Regions from separate parts of the Anas platyrhynchos genome. Here region 2 is linked to region 1. The links are chromatin contacts, called in public Hi-C maps. All regions are on one chromosome and are shown on one strand. Each heading gives the region's core, a stretch centred on a gene start, on an enhancer-like site or on the middle of the called end of the contact. The rest is flanking DNA. Distances are from core to core; before and after follow the strand shown.

Evidence for each region. A called contact is a pair of places that touch in the nucleus more often than the background predicts.
Region 2: a contact with region 1 is called in a Hi-C map of skeletal muscle, with 2.6 times the contacts expected there. The contact joins the promoter of FGFBP2 here to the enhancer-like site in region 1. A contact is called at or near these places in 2 of 8 Hi-C or Micro-C datasets (skeletal muscle and subcutaneous adipose tissue).

The regions. Positions count from the first base shown.
Region 1 is chr4:64,074,215-64,077,158 of IASCAAS_PekinDuck_T2T, reverse strand. No RefSeq gene overlaps it. Among named protein-coding and RNA genes, the nearest start is that of TAPT1, 8.0 kb to the left of the region's middle. Within about 2 kb of position 1,383, at least 2 of the 8 cell types and tissues checked have an H3K27ac peak or open chromatin away from gene starts, as enhancers often do.
Region 2 is chr4:64,212,227-64,214,936 of IASCAAS_PekinDuck_T2T, reverse strand. It overlaps FGFBP2 (fibroblast growth factor binding protein 2), which reads right to left and starts at 1,386. Exons shown (of 1, transcript XM_013096999.1): 1 at 760-1,386. The coding sequence starts at 1,386. The coding sequence ends at 760.

The DNA.
Region 1 (2,944 bases), core at 134-2,633:
TACATATTAGTGTGTAGACTTGGATTTTTGAAGCATTCACAAACCATGTCCATCAATATACGAAATTGGGTCTATCAATAGCAGAGTCACAGCACTGAGGGAGTGATTTCATATGTCACTCTTTTTCTCTTCAGGGCCTTCTATGATAGCATGATGAGATAAGAATACATTGTCAACTGGAACTCAAAATTTTGTCCTCTTTTTTTGTTCAAGTTTTTATTTTAAAGCAGGCAATTTTAATTTGGCAGGCTCCGTGCGAATCCAATCACCATTTGGAACCCCAGGAGGATTGCTCTACCTTGATGAGTAACAAGATGCACTGGAATGTGCTTGGGATTGCTCTTCCAGCCCTGGCAGATCATAAAGACAGGCAGTTACACTGAAAATGTTTGATATTCTTGCAAAAAAACCCCGCCTGCCCTACTTTTGTATTAACAGGCAGAGTGTTAACTAACTTTAATTTTTGTAAGTTATTATTGTTATGCAATTCTGCAACTTACAGTAAATTTGCTGTAATATGCACCAAAGCCAGATTAAGAGTTGACAGAACGCATGGAGGGACATTGTGAGTACAAGCTAAGAGTCCACTTAGTTGATTTTTGGGATATCAGCGCATAGGCTTTGCGGAAAACATCAACTAGTTAAAGAATCCAACAATTTATTTTAAACAAAGTGAACTATATTCATTTTCAGAAAATTTTATGAAAGCACATTTTCAACCACGGGCAGCTGACTAAGAAAAAATCCTTTAAATTATCCCTATTAACACTATCACATTTAAAGTACTGCCAGCATTTCTGTTACAGGGATTTACTGAGATGTACTGGATTATTTCTTACTTAACCATAAGAATATTCACTTCTTTACAGTCTAATAGCTTGTTTTGGTGTAAAACCCATGCACAGGTATGCACTGATGTTCATATGTTTGTTTACAGCACCTGCGCACCACACACAAGTGCCCATACATTCCATAAAGATGTTTATGCACAAAAAAAAACCACCCTACAAAAGCAATTACCCAACTGACATGCACAAAGATACGCTCGTGCACACAGATATTTTTGTGGGTATTAGTCAGCTACTTGGTTATGATAACTTGATCCAAAGTCTGACTCTGGAGTTATTTTAGTGACCAGGATGCACTATTTTAGTTTGATATTATAAATCTCTATAATATAATTGCTGACAGAACCTTTAACACAGCATTGCTAGCAGATCATTTATGATCATTATAATCTGCTAGCAGATCATTTATTAATTCAACCCAGGAATAAATGCTGTGCTTGCTACATAAATTTTAATAATTGCAGTCCTGCACAGTTAGGCCGACCCCTTTCCAAATGACTGGCAATACCCAGAAGTTACATGACTCATTCCCTCCTTTGTATATTCCCAGCTGGCACATTCAGTTCCCTCTTAGTACTCCTGTATTTCACAATCCATAGCAGTCATTTTCCCCTTTCCGTAAGTGAGATTATTCAAAATTAAATTAGGAGAATAAATAACTTAAAAAGAAGCACAGCTAAATGTTTGAGTGTTGCCTCTTGGATGAATTCAGAGCTGTCGTTTTAATTGCATGCAGTGCACTTCACTTTGTGGCGATATTCTTTAGCCCTCTAAGCACACCTTGTTTAACAGTAATATTTCACAATTCCAGTAAAATGGTTGAATTATATGTCCTTATATATCTGCAGAATGCAAACATGCATTTAAATTGGAATCCATGACACAGACAAGCAAGACTAATAAAACAATATCTGGGAGTTAACAAGAAAAGAGAACAATGCTCACAGAACTAGTGTGTCTTCTGATGTAAACTTTCCTACTCACTGCATGTTCTTGGCTTCAGCTGGGGCAAACTGAGATTGTGGATGGTGCCAATTCACCCTTCTTTTCTACCGTGTATCTCCATGATCTCGTTCATATCTTGTTCTCACAGATCTCGGCCTCGCCTCACCTTTGATTCATGTCCTCAGTAGCCAAAATTTTAAAGCTTTGCCTGAATGAGCGTGTTGACCCTTCACACCTCCAGCCCATTTTGTGTGAGCTGGTGTATACCTTGCTGGATCAGCTGCAGGATCAGCAGCATTGTGCCCCTGAAGGGACAGCCAGGAGTTGAGTGGCTAGCTCTGGAAAATAACTGATGTCCTGAGAGAGAGTCACACTCCACCATTTGTTTGCAATGACCACTCAACCACTGTGATGCCACAAGCCTCCTGCTCTCAGAAGCTGTGAAACAGACTGATCCCGAGCCAGCTCATTCTGTGCCTGATTTCTATGGACTTTCAAGGAAGTAATTGAGCAGATAATTTGGCTTTGAGAAAGTGAGAACACTGACAGATCTTATCGGGTTAGAGGCAATTGTAGGTGACAAGCAGTTTTGCAGTGAAGCCACCTGTATTTAGAATTTTCAATCTGGTTGAGGAGTAGCATTTTAGCCATACAGGCTTAAAAATTGTAACTTGAATTCAGAAGTGGCTTAAAAACTGAACTTCTCTTGTGGGAAATGGATTTCCAGGTTGGGTACAGCTCTAGCACTTAGGCAGTTTTCCCATTTACTAAGTATAGCTATTCATTTTAATTTGCATAAAGAACATGGATATGTAAGTCTCCAATTACTTTAAAAGCAATATTTCAACTGATACAGCGAAGTAATTAGTTCAATGAGGAAATGGCATTACATAGTGGAGAGCTTGGTTTGCCAAGGATCAATTTGTTGATATTTGAATCAAACTGGAAATGAAATGCACAGAACAAAAAAGTAAACTATTTTAGTATAAGCTATCTCATCCATTTGGAACGAATGAAAAGCATATCTGCTTCTCGATCAGAGGGGCTAAGGAAGGGATTTCTCTGCATTGGAAGACTTTAAATGATCATTTTAGAAGTCAATTAGAAGACTTTAAATGATCATTTAAAATATGAAGAGGATAGAACAGTTT
Region 2 (2,710 bases), core at 137-2,636, 140 kb before region 1:
AGTAGGTATAAAACCAATTACTTCTGTGAGGGCTTTGCCACTTCATATCCTGGCTAAAAACCTGAGACTTACCAGACTAGCCTGTGTGGGATCACCTAGCATGGCTACAGAAACAGATGTGGAAACCAAGACAGTTTGGTTTCATATCTACATATCTATAATATCTATAGATATTATATCTACATGTTGTTTATGAACTACTTTTAAAATGTAAATGGTTAAATATCAACTAGCAGTTTTGATGAACATGGTTTATCCTGTCACAGTCTAAATACAATTCTCTAAATTGCACTTTTTATATGGGTCTAATGTGTTTGTTATTTATCACATTTCGCTGGCTTACATCCAAAAAAAAAAAAGCCCAGGATGGAAGGAAGGACAGAAGGGAGGAACAAGCCCAATTCAAACAGTTAAACCATAGGATTCAGACACACATTCTAACAGGAAAAATACAAGCGATGTTCACTAATTATCAACAGATATAACCACCATCTCAGTATGTACTGAGCACCTCATATGAGGCTGCAAGGGAGTCCTGAACTATTGGATATCAATGGGAGTTTAGGCTCTCCAGACACTCAGAAGTTATAATACAACTGACTTTCCTATTTCAGATTTTAGTTAGTGACCCTAAAGCCTCCTTGTCCATCCCCTTGAGAGATCCCCAGGATTAAAACAAAGATAAACAGAAGTACAATAGGATTACATTTCGGTATGCTCTGCTGTGCTTCAAGACAGAGTTTTACCTGAAGCAAATCCTTAACCTCTAAAGATGCCAATAATGTAGGAGCAGAAACCATGCAGGGATTCCCAGCAATGTTCCCGTGCCAGTTTCATTGCTTCAGTTTCATTTTCAGACCCTTGACCATGTTGGGTTGGTTTTATAAGAGGTAGTATTGCAGGCTTCCCTATTTTCTTAACAGAGCTTTTCCCTGCTCCCCTCACAGAGGCTGAAGTTTTCTGGACTGACTTGTCCTGATTTGCTAGGTCTTCCGGCTCCATACCAGCAGCTATTTGCTTCATGACAGCATCTGCAGGAGCCTTTTGGCACATGGTGGCCTTCAACACTTGTGTGGATTCGCAAGCATGAGGGAGCTTTCTAAGTTCCACGGCAATCTGATTCCAGTAGAGTTTGGGATTGTTTCGGAAAGGACGACAGACTGACGGCTTGCCGGTGTATTCACACCAGTAGGACTTGCCTTGGCTTTTGCATTCGATTCTTAGTTTCATCTCCTCATCCCCACTCATGCTCATGGTGCAGACGTCTTTGGTTTTAGTCCGAAAATTGATTTCTTCACCATTGCTTCTCTTCTTTGGCTTCAGTTTCTGTCCCCATCCTGCCACGCCACAGATCACTACTAGGAAAAGAAGGGCAATGCTCTTCATGGCGAGATCCTTGAGCGAAACGATCCGAGAAAGTGGAAGTCGTAAGTACCTGGCTGCTCACAATTTAAAGGCTCGGTGCACAAAGAAGCCTCTTTCCAGCTAGATGTAGGATGTAAATTTTTTTTTATTTAAATAATAAATCACCCTTCAGTAGGCATGTGCCCATAATTTATAGCCCAAGGGAGTGTCAAATAACCTGTGAACTCCCAAGAAGGTAACAAGACAAATCTTGTAAATGCAGTTAAATACAGAACGATAGTTGTATAACCGAGAAGCACATTCCTGTCCAGGATGAACATGTCATATTTGATTTTTAACAGGTATTTTCCATTCTTCAGCTGTTTTAGAGCTATCTTCATGCCTGAACTTGTAAAGCCATGTTGAAGTAAAAAAGATAAAAGTGCCAAAACTATTTATGCAGATACGTCTGGATGATTATAAACATGTCCTGCTAATAAAAGTTGATTTCTGCAGTGGATTTTCTGTGGATTTGCACAGTAAGGATGCAACTTTAGTACTTCATTTTGTCAGCAGTTGACATACACTGTGGACACAGGGAAGAATCAATTGCACAATCTTTAAGTCGTGAAAAATTTTTAGACTTGCAATATTTAAATACTTGCACTATTTAAAAATATATAGGGAATAAGGATTTAGCAAAATAATTTAGGCATAAACATAAATCAGATGTTTGGAAATTTTATAATTACTGTTAATCCTTGGGTTATTTTCAGCCAACAGAACAAGAACTAGCTTATCACAGCTCTCAGCACCAGGGAATACACCCTAGGAGATGTCAAATTTACTTATTTGTGCTTTAACACATATTTGTGCTTTATCAGGTTTTACTTCCACACTCCCTCCCCTTTATTTATTTATTTTTTTAATATTTCCCTGTTTATAATAAATGAGACATAGGTAGGTCATAAAGCAAATACAAGAGAATATAAATATTTTTGTGCAGTTCTGTACTAGCACTTTCTGCAGTAGCTAAAAGCAGCAGAGCTATGGAAAGTTGTGGTAATTCTCTCGGTGTTCAGTTGGTCACAAGGAACTCCCCTCTTGTGCTGCTGCTGCATGACCCAGGACTTTTCTGGCTCATAAGACCCTGTCTTCTCACCTGACACCCAGCCAGCCAGAAGAATCTTGTTGCCTATCTCACATTTCATTCCAAGGATTTCGAAGTGGTACTGGAAGCACTCAAAGACCTCTTGATAACTGAATGAATAAATGCATTGTTTACACTTTCTTAGCACTGAGAATTCCTGGAAACTAAAGACATTCATCTCTTGTTCTCACTAATAATTGATGGAGTTCAAAATTA